Linked DNA regions of Gossypium hirsutum: region 1 is linked to region 2. The links are chromatin contacts, called in public Hi-C maps. All regions are on one chromosome and are shown on one strand. The core of a region is the stretch at or near the end of the contact, and the rest is flanking DNA. Distances in the headings are between cores, read along the strand shown.

The links. A called contact is a pair of places that touch in the nucleus more often than the background predicts.
Region 1: a Hi-C map of leaf shows a contact between it and region 2, with 2.4 times the contacts expected there. The contact joins the promoter of LOC107958514 here to the promoter of LOC107896533 in region 2. A contact is called at or near these places in 4 of 34 Hi-C or Micro-C datasets (all in leaf).

The regions. Positions count from the first base shown.
Region 1 is chrA11:28,805,227-28,808,151 of Gossypium_hirsutum_v2.1, forward strand. It overlaps LOC107958514 (BEL1-like homeodomain protein 4), which reads left to right and starts at 1,554. Exons shown (of 6, transcript XM_041081778.1): 1 at 1,554-1,670; 2 at 1,781-2,032; 3 at 2,329-2,925. The coding sequence starts at 2,408.
Region 2 is chrA11:28,145,811-28,149,155 of Gossypium_hirsutum_v2.1, forward strand. LOC107896533 (NEDD8-conjugating enzyme Ubc12) reads right to left here and starts at 1,803. Exons shown (of 6, transcript XM_016821727.2): 1 at 1,782-1,803; 2 at 1,119-1,232; 3 at 779-887; 4 at 512-590; 5 at 288-404; 6 at 1-207. The coding sequence starts at 1,227. The coding sequence ends at 70.

The DNA of each region.
Region 1 (2,925 bases), core at 304-2,803, 660 kb after region 2:
ATACTATTATAATTGATGCAGATTGTTTTATTTTAATTTTAATTTTTTAAAAAAATTAACATTATATTTTCTTATATAATTTAAAATTTATCATTATCATTGATAAATAACAATAATTAAAAATAAAGGTATACATTTTTAGAAACTATAAAAGGTTAATTATTGTTAAACAATTATTGTCTCCAGCTCTTCTGTTTCTCTTTTTTTCACTCTTTGGGTAATCATTGCAAATATAAAAAGCCCACACGTGTAGACCAAGAAAACTAATAAATTAAGTTACTTTGTATATTGTCAAATCTTAGCTGAAACACTAATTAGTTAAATAGCATTTTCAGATGATGGAAAATCCCTTGGTACTTATATATCTAGACAAAGTTTGAGGGAACATTGTTCATTAAATTAGGGTACCTATTATATATAATTTAAGTGTTAAAATAATTTGATATATACATCACAAATAAGATTAAGGGTTGACAAGTATTGTTTAAGAATATAGTAAAATATTTATAAAAAATAAATAAATAAATATATATATATTCAACGCTAAGAATATAATATATAGTTTTAAAATAAAATATAAGAATAAAACTGAATTTGGTAATTAATCAATAACAGTTGTATTTCCTTTCTAATATTAATCTCTATCCAAACATATATTTGATTAAAAATATAAAGATTTTTGTATTAACAGTTAATCTTAAATACGAGAAAAAGGAAAGCGAAGGCATATTACAAATTTAATGGAGCTGATGATTTTTAAATAAAAATGTAAACATAAGTAGAAAAATAAAAGACATAAGAAAAAGATTAATGAAACATGTCCATCTTGACATTGCCAAACCAGAAAGCAGTTAAGTGTGGTTTTCAGACCTTACAACCCCTATATAAAACCTAACTTGTCTTCATCGCCAGCCTTCGGCACGTGCCCTTCTATCTTATTTTTATTAAACATCTTTAATGCCATAAAAATAATTTCATTCACTAAACAATACGCCTTCCACCTATAAATTTGTTTCAATTAACCGCTAAACATTTGATTATATTGTTTTATTTATAATATCAGATATTATTATTATTATTATTATTATTATTATTTTCATACAAAAGAAAGTTGGATAATAAAAAAAATATGGCTTCCCGAAATGATATTTTTACCCTTACCAACTATTGCTGTTGATGAATATAAAATAATCAACTGGGGCAGTTTAGTCATTTTACCATATACAGGATGGTGGTAGTTTAGATGATTGAGATGACTTTGTACTAACCTTATCTTTCTTTTATTCCATAGCTTGCGTGTCAATTAAAATTATAGTAATAGTCAGACTTTTTTTTCAACCTTATTCATTTTTAATTTCTACATCTACCCAAATTATTCGGTTTTTTACATTTTATTTTTCTCCGGGTTGAATAATAAATTTATACCCGCAATCTAAAATTTGTAGTTAAGGTTATTTTTGTAAATTGAAAATATATCTAATAAACTAAAACTCAAGTCCTTGATTATGATTCATTAAACCTAATTGTGAATTTAAAGAAAAAAAAAGGAAATAATAATAATAATTAGTATAAAAATATTGGCAGCGTGAAAAGTGGTGAAGGAGAAAAGAATAGCGACCACCCTTTTGTTTCTTATTTTCTCTCACCTCTGTGTCTTTGAGGAGGCTAAGGTTATTTCTATATGTTTTGTTGTGAAAGTGAATTATCTGTTTTTCTCAGATCAGCCTCCATTTTCATTCCTTTCTTACTTCTTTTCTTTTCTCCCCTTATATTCATATAGTTTCACCAGGGGAATATTCAAGAGGTGAAAAATAATATCTAGTCACTACTGCAAGGAAGGAAAAGGAGAGAAAGAGAAAGAAAGAGACGACAGACGGAGGACTACACACATACACAGTGAGAAAGCAAATGAAAGGAAATGAAAAGAAAGGAGGGAGGGAATTGAAGAATCTTTCAATAATAACACACGGAAGGGATATGTCTAGCTATAAGAGCTTTATATCCTTTCATATGCTGCTGCAACTCTAACAAGGTCTGCCTATATATACACACACACACTCTCTCTCTCTCTCTCTCTCTCATATATAGCTGAAAATGATCAAAAGGGTTACAAAAACATCCAAAACATAATCAACATAGACTTGTTTCATCCCTTACACCAGTTTTTTTTCTTTTTTTCCTTCACTTAACTGAGAGAATTTGATCCTCTCTGTTCCTATCTTTCCTTTTTCTTTGTTCTTTTTTTTTCCCCTGATAAGAGTGATTTGTTTTTTTATGATGGGTGTTATTTGTTTCTCTATGTGGGTTACCGATTCATAATTGAAACAGCAAGAAGGTGAAGGAATTTGATAGAGGGAGAGAGGTAAATAAAGAAAAAGGATATGATGATGAAGAAGAAGATGCTGATATGGGAATAGCAACGCCACCACTCGTCGCATCAATTCTTTCTCAAGAATCTCAACCCTCTAAAAAAATTCACCATCAAATCCCAATTCAACACAAGAGCAACAATTCTACTAATTCTATGTCCCAAGATTACCATCAAGCAGCTGGCATCTTCAGCTTCTCGAATGGATTCGAGAGATCAGCCGTAAGCCACCAAGAACACCAAAAGCAGCAGCAACAGCACTTAGAACAGCAGATCCGGAGAGATAAACTAAGAGTTGAAGGCTTTGAGCCGCCACCTCCACCATTAGTAGGGATAGAAGAGGAAGAATCAACTTCTCTCCCTGTTTATGAAACCGCAGGTATGTTATCCGAAATGTTCAATTTCCCTTCGGGTGCGGCTGCTGCCGCTGCTGCCGCCACTGCCTCGGCCGAGTTACTAGACCAGCATGTACAGCCGAATTATCGAGCACACCGGCCAGTCCAAGGTAATACCAACGAGTGGTATAGCAACAGGCAAGGTGTTGTTGGGGGTTTGGG
Region 2 (3,345 bases), core at 553-3,052:
ATTATACAACCCACAGAAGCTCAAGTGTTTATGACGTGTGCATTTGCGCATTCAGCGACCTTGCTAAAGCTAGACACACCGTGGGAAAAAGGTTTGCCCAACATACCCGCCAGACATAGCCCTCCTCACATTGGATTCAAACATCTTTGGATTATCCCTCAACACTGCAGCAGCTTCATGATTGAGGGGATCCTCATAATTCGGTTCCTGCACACAAAATTCAAAGATTCAGATATCAGATGGCAGCAAATCCACTGAATTATGGCTATAAATATATTAGGCATTACCGTGAAAAGATGATATAAACCATAGATTATAGTGTTTATATTGAGCACCGGTTTCCAATCTTCACGTAAGATGTTAAGGCAAACATTTCCTTCCAAATCAATATTTGGATGGTAGACCTGGATATTCGAGTGCAACATGATACAAGCCGGGTTATAACCAAAAGCATGCGAGACCACAGCATGAATTTAGAAAACAAACATATAAATAAGGTAAGCCAGTCTACCTTGGTCTTGCACTTAACTTTGGGTGCCTCATGTGGATAGACGGGAGAAACTTGAAAGGAGAATAAAAATGTGCCACCGCTGAAACAGCAGCAGCCAATCAGTTTTATACTTGTTATAGCATTATTAATATAAGAAGATGAACGTAAAAAAACTCTTATAAGCATGTCATGTCTTCTCCAATAAACAAAAACTTTAACCAAAAAATTTGTGCTAGAGAGCAAAAGAAAACTTGTGTTAAAATAAGAGGCATGAAAGAAATTCCTTACAAATAATATCCTTCATCGGGGCGAATTGAAACCTCAAAATTCATCAGGTTATCCTTTCCATTTGGAAATGTTATAGCACAAGATTTGGGTAGGTTAAGCTCAGAAATATCTACACGTAGAAAGACAAAATAAAACATGAGAATCACACTAGGATCAAACACCAGATGCGCTTGAGCCAATAGATTCAGTGCTAGAACAACATATAGTTGAATAGATCAGTAAAGCTAAAGAAAATTAGCAGTAACACACCAAAAGCACCAAATCATAAAAAATAATGGATCTCTATCACAGAACTAAAGGAAATTTAAACAACTCAATCCATTATAAATGTGAAGCAAACCTTTGTGCAAACGCAACTCTCCTGGACTTTGCTTTTTAGTAGGAGCTCCCCCATTTGCATTTTCAGCAAGTTCTCTCTGCTTTTCCTTTACTTTAAACAGCCGAATCATAACTCCTACATATATATTAAAATTTAAAGTGAACCCATTCATTTCCATAGCCTTAACATCAAATTCCAGTTACCGCAGCAAAGCAATATCCATTCAGAATCTAAAGATTCAAAACCAAAGCATTAAAACAAAAACATTTGTTCTTAACAAACCCTAACTGAAAAATCTAGCCTTTATTATCAAACTCGATTTCCATACTTTTGAGCTGTTGACGATCAGAATCCATTTTCTTTTAATAAGACCACTCATTTACCTGATCCGAAGTTATTTTAACTAGACTAATTTAAAACTACTTAAAAAAACAAAAGAAGTGCCTCTTTTTTTCCCCATCTTTGCAATAATAGAATTTGAACAACAAAAAGAGATTCAAAATGAAATTAATTCTAGCAGATCATAATTCATGATACAACTAGTTGCAAAAATAGAAGAGATCGTTAAAGAAAAGAGAAAATGAATCTAACAAAAGACTTAAGTAATCAACGCCGATTAAAAGAGCAAGTGAGAAAAAAAGAAAAAAAAAGGTAGTGTGTTGGATTTATGATATTGTAACAAACCTGTTGGAGGAAAAGCCGAAGAAAGAAAAGAAGGAACTAAGGGATCTTTATTGTTTTAAAGAAAAAAGCAGAAACTAAGGGGAAATTGATGAAGAGAAGGGACAAAAGGAGGGGGTTTAGGATATGGATGCCTGAAGGAAAAGTAAAGGAAAGAGAGAGAAAGGAAATGACACGAAAGCTGGAGTGGAGGATGGACCCACTTGTTTTGTTTTTTTCTTTGGTGAAAAACTAGCGTCTGCAGTTTTGCGGCCTTATATTTGTAATCAAACCAATGTGCTTCAAAATTCAACGACATTTCACCTATATTTTTAATATTCACTTGCATTTATTGCGAATCAGTGGGAATACAAAGTATTTTTACCAATCCAATCCCAAGTGTCATTTTAAATTTTGTTGTCTAATTTGATTGTCGAGGAGGAGATCACTTGCCACTGTGATCAAATCATAAATTATTATGCGATGCTCGCTTTAAAAGCCTAAGAGTTGAAGGCTGCGTCACAATCTAGCTTGAGATATCCAGGGGAGTTAGAGCAAGCCCCCCTGAACTCGATGAAACCATGAAAAACATCATTCCCATATTGGATTGGATCCTTTGCTATTCCTTCCCATGTTTACTAATAATTCCATGATATAAAGTTTTGCCCAAGGGAAGAATTTGATACGAAAAGGAGGGGGGAGGGGAGACCACTGGTGGTAGGGAGCTGAGAGAGGGACGGGGAGAGAATTTTTTTTTTAATATTAATATTCAGATTTTCTTTTTCTTTTTTTTCCTTTCAATTCTAAAAAAATGGGTAAAGTCAAATAATGTTTACGTAGGGTTAATCGAGTAACAGTAATTAAGTTTAAATGCTACATTTAACCAAAAAAAAAGGTTTAAGTGAACACATATATAATTTAGAAGGTAATTTTTTAATTAAGTCTTGAAAAAAAATAAAGGATGAGAGGATAGCTTGAGGGGTACTATTTTAGGAAATAAATTACCATATACAATCAATCATGTCATTTATATATAAAAACTTTAATGGTTTTTCTTTTATTTTTTAAAAATTAAAAAAAATTACATTTATTTTTAATTATTATTTAACTTAAATATATAAAATCAATATGATATGGAAACAATGACTATTCCATGACCATAATTTTAGCATTTAATTTGAAACAATATATGAATATTTATCAATTTAAATAAAATTATAAACCATATAATGCTAAGAATTAAAAAAAATTTAATATCTTAAATTTGGAAATAAAGAATGCATAAAATAACTTCAAAAATTAAAGTGCATAAAAGAAATACTAAAAAAACTTATAGGAACGGTCTTGTTATTGGCATGTAATATCTTAAATTTGTGTTATGTGAAAAAAAATAATTTAACAACTGTTATGTCAATACACAATATTATTTAGTATTTTTATTTGATTTTAATAGAATTAAAAGATAAATCTCAAAATTATATATGAATTTTGATTAAATATATAATATTACATAAATTTTTATTTTACATAGTTTTATACATGAAAATTTTTTTATTCAGTTTTCACAAATTAATGATATAATCATCTA